Linked DNA regions of Sus scrofa: region 1 is linked to region 2. The links are chromatin contacts, called in public Hi-C maps. All regions are on one chromosome and are shown on one strand. Each heading gives the region's core, a stretch centred on a gene start, on an enhancer-like site or on the middle of the called end of the contact. The rest is flanking DNA. Distances are from core to core; before and after follow the strand shown.

Evidence for each region. A called contact is a pair of places that touch in the nucleus more often than the background predicts.
Region 1: a contact with region 2 is called in a Hi-C map of skeletal muscle, with 2.7 times the contacts expected there. The contact joins two enhancer-like sites. A contact is called at or near these places in 8 of 47 Hi-C or Micro-C datasets (alveolar macrophages, embryonic fibroblasts, fetal heart ventricle and 4 more) and 1 of 2 datasets of contacts at active chromatin or transcription factors (skeletal muscle).

The regions. Positions count from the first base shown.
Region 1 is chr7:86,984,678-86,988,050 of Sscrofa11.1, reverse strand. The region is part of intron 2 of SLCO3A1 (solute carrier organic anion transporter family member 3A1); the gene reads left to right. Among named protein-coding and RNA genes, the nearest start is that of SLCO3A1, 120 kb to the left of the region's middle. Within about 2 kb of position 1,555, at least 32 of the 83 cell types and tissues checked have an H3K27ac peak or open chromatin away from gene starts, as enhancers often do. A contact at or near this core is called in fetal skeletal muscle and skeletal muscle, where this site is marked.
Region 2 is chr7:86,887,091-86,890,474 of Sscrofa11.1, reverse strand. All of the region lies in intron 2 of SLCO3A1 (solute carrier organic anion transporter family member 3A1), which reads left to right. Among named protein-coding and RNA genes, the nearest start is that of SLCO3A1, 210 kb to the left of the region's middle. Within about 2 kb of position 1,839, at least 33 of the 83 cell types and tissues checked have an H3K27ac peak or open chromatin away from gene starts, as enhancers often do. A contact at or near this core is called in fetal skeletal muscle and skeletal muscle, where this site is marked.

The DNA of each region.
Region 1 (3,373 bases), core at 306-2,805, 98 kb before region 2:
CTACCTTTAGACTTTTTGATGTGTGCTGCGCTGACTCTCTGGCGAGTCGTGGCCATAACCCCCATCTGATGGGCTCTGGGGACTTGTCTCCTCAGTGACAGCACACAGACCAGGACACCATGGTGGGCAGAGTTTTCAGAAACTTTGGGGAAGAAAGAGATGTGCATTAAATCCAGTGCCTCAAAGAGCAGGGGAATCCGAGAAGGCGTGGGATTAAGGGGACAAACACCTGAGGACCCACCCCCCATCCCTGTGCCTGGGAACCCAAGCCAGCCCTTGCCCTCAAGCTCTGCTGAGGAGACCTTAGCCCCTCACATGGTTGAATATCCCATAATGAGTTAGAAGCCTGAGATCCTGCTCAAGTCCCCGCATTCTGCGGTACTGAAGAAGGACTTTTAAAACTAGACCTGTAATTCCCTTTGTGGCTCAGTGGTTAACAAATCCAACTAGGAACCATGAGGTTGTGGATTCGATCCCTGGCCTTGCTCAGCGGGTTAAGGATCTGGTGTTGCCGTGAGCTGTGGTGTGGGTCGCAGACTCAGCTCGGATCTGGCGTGGCTGTGGTGTAGACCCCCTAGCCTGGGAACCTCCATATGCTGAGGGTGTGGCCCCAAAAAGTCAAAAAGACGAAAAAAAAAAAAAAAAAAAACCTCGACCTGATGGCTCAAAATAAATATCCTCTCTCACCAGGAACAATCTCACTTGGGTCTCTGTGGCTTTTTCAGCTTCGAGCTCTCTCCCCTGTCCTTCATTGACCGCTCACTTCCTCACCCACTCCCGTGCGTCCCCAGCTTGCCTTCATGCCTCTTTTGCTGTCTTGCCAGCTGCCTCCTTTTTCTTCGCCCAGCCTGGCCTGGCCTGCATGGTGGTATTGGCAGGACTTGCGTTAGGGCGGAACCTGTGCGGATGCAATAAGTGGGAAAAGAAGGTTTGCCCATGGGCACACTTGGATGGTGGGAAGTTAGCAGGCAGCCTGTGAGAGCCTGAGTGCGTGAGTCTGTGTCTCTTGAGTGTGTATGTGTGAGAGAGTCTCTGTATGTGAGTCTGGGTATGTGTGTGTGAGAATTTGTGAGTCTGTGATTCTCTCTGTGTGATTGTGTCTGTGTGTGAGAGTCTGTATATGAGTCTATGTGTGAATGTGAGTCTGTGTGTATGAGTCTATGAGTGAGAGTCTGTGTGTATGTGTGTGTGTGTGTGGGCCTCTTGTTTATGTGTCTGCGTGTGTGTGTGTGCGTGCGCTCTGGGGGCAGTTCTTGGGAGCTGGTGTAGGTGCTTTTCTCTGAGTGGCTTCTACTCCCAGAATTGGCTCCTGGAGGCCTCTGGCAGGAGTGAGCCAGTCGTTTGAGACTGTTGGGCCCTGAGAACAGTGATTCCAGCTCCCAGCTTTGCTGAAGTGGGGGTGGGGTGAAGCGCAAAGAGGAGCCGGGAAGGGGACCTTGTGAAGCTGGCTGCCTTCAAGATCCTTCTCAGGCAGTTCTGTTAGAATCTGTGTGGTTCATCTCAGCCTGGCTCCTTCAGTGAGTCACACAGAAGGCATCCATCCAGGCCTCCTTCTGGCAGCCACAGGGCAGTTGTGCCCAGCTAATCATGGGCAGCTCTGATCTGAAGTAACAAGGTTGAGTGGAGCTAGGTTGAGAAATGACCCCGACGGAAACCGGGGCTCGGGCTAGCTGCTCCCGCTGCACGGTGCCTGCACTCATGGCTGGTGATGAGGTCAGGGCGTTTCTGCTTTGTGACAGATTTGGGACACGGAGGAAAGAGGGGTCGAGGCTTGGTACTGACCGAGGCCAGCGCTGACTCCAGAGCAGATGGAGTGGTCCACATTCAGGGAGTGTGGACAGCACTGAGTTTAACCCGAGGAGGATTCTGATGACTGGCAAACAAATATCCTCTGATGCATCACAAGCACCAGCATCTCTCAGTGAGCTGTTCTTCTCACTGAACACAGCACAGCATCACTGTGTCCCAGGGTGCCTGGGTGGAAAAATCCCTCTTGGATCTGGGCAGAAAATTGTGCTTCTGAGCAGTCCAGGCTATGGTATTGAGCCCAGTGCCTGAATTTTGTGGGCTGGAATTTGTGTTAAGGCACTAGGCAGAGATGTGCTTTTCGAATGCAAATTTTAGGAACATTTTACTTCAATGGTTCCCTGAGGAGCAGTAAGCGTTCCCAGATCCCAATTAACCTGGGTGCCTTAGAATGAATGCCTCAGCAGTGGGAGGAATCCATGCCTGGGCCTTGGTGATACTTCTCAGAGCCAGCAGCTGGCAAGGTGCTTTCAACACGAGGCTGGGTGATAAGGTGGCGCTTTGCAGAATGCAAAAAACTTTGAACCCTTGCTTCTGCAGAGAGCTTGGCTGCTGCATCACAGATCACATTTGTATGGCATTTTACTTACAAAGATCAGCTTTAGTCACGGAGAAGACAAAAGCTTCGTGTAAGTGTTCTTGCCTCTTTTTTTGGACAGCAAGAGAGATGAGACATGATTTGCATTTTTGAACTCTGCTCTCAAATCAAATCACTTTATAAATGACTTTAAAACTGTCTTATTGTGTTTAGGCGGCTGTAACAAAAATAACCACAGACTGCCTGGCTTAAACAAGTATTTGTTTCTCACAGTGTTGAGGCTGGGGGGCTGGGAAGTCCAAGGTCAAGGCCCAGGCAGTTTCAGTGTCTAGTGAGAACTCACTTTCTGGTTCATTTAGATGGTTGGCTTCTCACTGTGTCCTCACTTGGCAGAAGGGACACGTTTGTTCTTTGGAATCTCAGTTGTTTTTTTGTTTGTTTTTTTGTTTTTGTTTTGTTTTGTTTTGTCTTTTTAGGGCCGCACCTATAGCATATAGAAGTTCCTGGGACAGGGGTTGAATCAGAGCTGCAGCTGCCAGCCTATGCCACAGGCACAGAAACACCAGATCCAAGCCGCATCTGTGACCTATACCACAGCCCACAGCAATGCTGGATCCTTAATCCACTGAGCAAGACCAGGGATCAAACCCGCATCTCCATGAATGCTAATCAGGTTCGTTATCACTGAGCCACAATGGGAACTCCTGGGGTCACACTTATAAGGCACTAATCCCATTAATGAGTGTTCTGCACTCATGGCCTAAGTAATTCTCTCTCCAAAACCCCACCTCTTACTTAATACCATCTTATTGGGAATTAGGATTTTACCATACTAATTTTGGGGGGACACAGATGTTCAACCCATTAAAAAAAACTCTTTGTAAATGATCCAAAAGAGTTGCCTCTGAAGTAGTTTTGAAATGTCTTAATCTTTTTGTGTTGCTTATGGTTTTCTTTTTAAGTATGCACAGAAGTAGTTAGATGATAAGAATTTTATGTCTAAATAAATGCAATAACTCTTGCATTTAT
Region 2 (3,384 bases), core at 590-3,089:
CATGACCTTTTCCTGTGATATGCTTCCATCAGGCAGCCTTGCTCCTCCATGCAAAGGGCAGCCAGAGGGTAAGAGCAGAGAAACCCCACAGGAACCATAAGCAAGGAGGCTGGGCCCCAGGGCGCTGACAGTTCTTCCTCGTTCCTTCCTTCTGGGCACCAGAAGGGCATTTACTCAGAGGAAGGAGGAAGGGGTGACTGACCACATTCAGGGCACCCCCCGGGGCTACCAGCTCCATAAGAATTCTGGGTAATGCTTACCTGTAACTTACAAACATGAGCTCGTTTGCTCACTCATTCATAAATATCTCCTGAGCACATAGCTGGGATCCAGGCTCCGAGCTGAGTATGAAGATGTAAAGCTGAGTTTCTTGCTTCTTGTGTGGTACCGCAGTGAAAGGAGCTGACTTTGAAGTTCGCCCTTTCTGGGTTCACAAATTGACTCCACCGTGAGTTGCTCTGTGACCGTCAGTAAGTGACTTAGCATCTCTGATGTTCAGCTTCTTCCCTGTAAAATGTGAATGAGAACAACCTATCTTAGGTTGACCATTTAGTTAGTATCTTAAATAAGATAAAAGCGCTTATCACTGGGTAAGCACTTGATAATAAGGGTTAGCTCTTAATAGGTTGTTTGGAGGGGATTGTTGGGGACCAATCCTTCTAGTGCCCCCAGGAGCTGTCCTGTTCAGCTGCTTCTGAGGTCTCTGCGTGGCCAGAGAGCTGCACATGTGTTGTCTGTGTGCCTGCAGGTGGCAGCCTGCTTGGACACCACGGAGGAGATGACGCTAGTTGACATCAGCCTTTGGCTGCATTCAGCCCCAGGAGTCAGAGGAATTCCAGAGTCAGTCCCCTTCCTTTCTCTATGTGAACACTTTTTTTTTTTTTTTTTTTGATACAAAGTCATCCTGAATGTCACTTGCATCAGCCCCAAGCTGAAGCTGAAGTTCTCTCAAGATGGGGAAAGGATCCCAAGACCCTTGTATCTGGTGCCACCCGGTATATGACCAGCACCAAGCTCCACCGGCCCTAATGTCCTGTGGTCAAACTCGTGAGCATGTTGGAGGCGACAGGGATCTTGGGCAAATCACCCATTGTCAGGGCCTCAGGTTCTCCATCCATAAATGAGACAGAAGGAAACTACTTTGACTACAGCAGGCAGTTACCGTTACTTAGAAACTCTCACCTCCTACTGCAGCAGGTCACAGTCTGTTCCAAGAGGATCCATTCCCCCCCCACCCCCCACCCCAGTATCTCCCATCAGACTGTGAGCTTCTTGATCCAGTTTCAGCAGAAGCACAACAGGAACAAAATAACAGAAGACAAACTTCTGTCGTTTAGAGATTTTTTTTTTTTTAGCTAGACTTGTATGGTTTAGTAACATTCCATTATACTATTTTGACAAATAAGATTTGGAAACACACTCTCAGTTGGATTTGGGGAGTGGGAGAAAAGAGAGGCCACAGACTCCAGCTGGCTGCCCCCACGGCTCTCCCTCATCAGTCCCAGGCAGGGGTCAAGGACTTCCCAGGGTTAGCTTCGTGCCCTTCTCCTTTCTCCCTGCATCTGGCCCTCAGTCATCCTTCTGCCATCAGATTCTGCACTCAGGGAAGCACCCAGCCAGCACTTTGGCACAGAAGCGCCAGTGACTAAGGAATGCTTCCTTTTCCAGATGAATTTGCATATTTTAATTGAGGGCAGATGCCTTGAGTTAATTCAATGCAGCAAACTTGGGTTGAGCATTTATTATGCTCAGAGGAATAAGATTCGGAGAGCTCAGTGGGGTGGGTGGGGGCAGCTTTAAGAGGGAGGTGACATTTGAGTTCCCTATGGATTTTATAGGGGTGGCTCAGGGAGCAGCTAGACCCTGTCCAAGTCATATCAGGCTTGCTGAGAAGTGCAGGGACTCAGCAACCTGGAGAATGGCACATAGGGAAGGGAACTCTGGGAAGGGGCTGGAGTTCCTGTAAATTGTGCCAGAATGTGTGAACTTCACAAGAAGGCAATAAAGGTCTCCTGATGAGTTTTGAAAGGGGTTGGCATGGTCACACCTGTGTCTCGGAGAATGCAACTCTGCTGGCAGCACCAGAAGAAACTTGGAAAGGGCAGGGCTTGGCGACCAGGCGACCAGTTGGCCCAAGGAGTGCATTTCTAATTGTGGACTCTTAGATTCCAGCAAGCTATTAGGGGAGTTACAAGTGAGTGGTGAGATCCAGAGCCACAGCCCCGAGGCAGTTTCTGACAAGCCAGGCCACTCTCTCAGGCTCCTGCTCATGTGGCATGCCCATGGTTTGGAGCGTGGCCACTGACTGGTATTCTCTTTGCTGTCCCTTTGCCAGAGGCTCATTAAGGCTTTCCTTGGAAATGGGTGTGCCTGGAAGCCATTGGCTCCCATCCAACCCGTGTCCCACCCCAGGCAGCCCTGGGAGGGTGCCTAGGTCAGAGCCTCCCTGCCAGCCTCCTGCAGGTCGTTTTCCTTAAGTCAGGAGCTGCGGCTCTATAACTGGGCCAGCCCTTTGGAGTCTCAGCATTTCTCAAGGTGGGAGTTGGTGAGAAGAAAACACCAGAACAGGAAATGTTAGCTCAGCCTATGCTATCAGATCACCCAAAAAGGACAACAAAAAAAACGGGAAGCTAAAAATAGCCCCTGAGGGCTAGTTCAGGTTCTGCTTTTAAGTACTGAGCACCAAGCTGAAGGGCAGTTTAACCATTTGGGAACCTCGAGGGCTGTGATGTTTCACTGAGGCCTGTTTTGAGGTTTGACAACTGGGAACGTGGACCTCAGCAAAGAGGGGGTATTTTGCTGATGGGACAGATACTGATCAGCACCCCCTCATGTGTGTAGTCCGTTAAATTCATTTCAGTCCAAACCCTAGAAGGGTGGGGTCCTTGTCATAAGGGGATAGTGGAGCCACGACTGCGTCAAGGGCAGGCCAGGGTTCAAATCCTAGCTCTGCTGCCCATCCACTGGATGACTTTGGACCATTGTTTTAATTTCTGGGAACCTCTCTTTTCCTGTCTGCAAAATGGGGACAGTAAAAGTCATTGCACAGGATTATTGTGAAGACTCAATGAAATCATATGATTCCATGAGTTGGGGGCTCTGCCTAGACTTGTTCCTTTAAGTAGTATATATATTTTTTTTAAATCAGCCAGCCAGACGTTGTTCTAAGTTTTTGCATTTCCCATAGATTACCTTGTTTAACCCTTAGGGCAATTTTATGGAGTAAGTACTAAATTTAATTTCATTGGGTTTTGTAAATTTTATCAGGGAAATGGGTGAGTCTTAGGGATGTGTTTACTCTGAGCTTACTGGTGCTCAGGGGCAAGTTGACCTCTTCATCAGGCTGACCTTGCAGCTGTTCAAGCTGTGGGTCCTGCCTTGGGC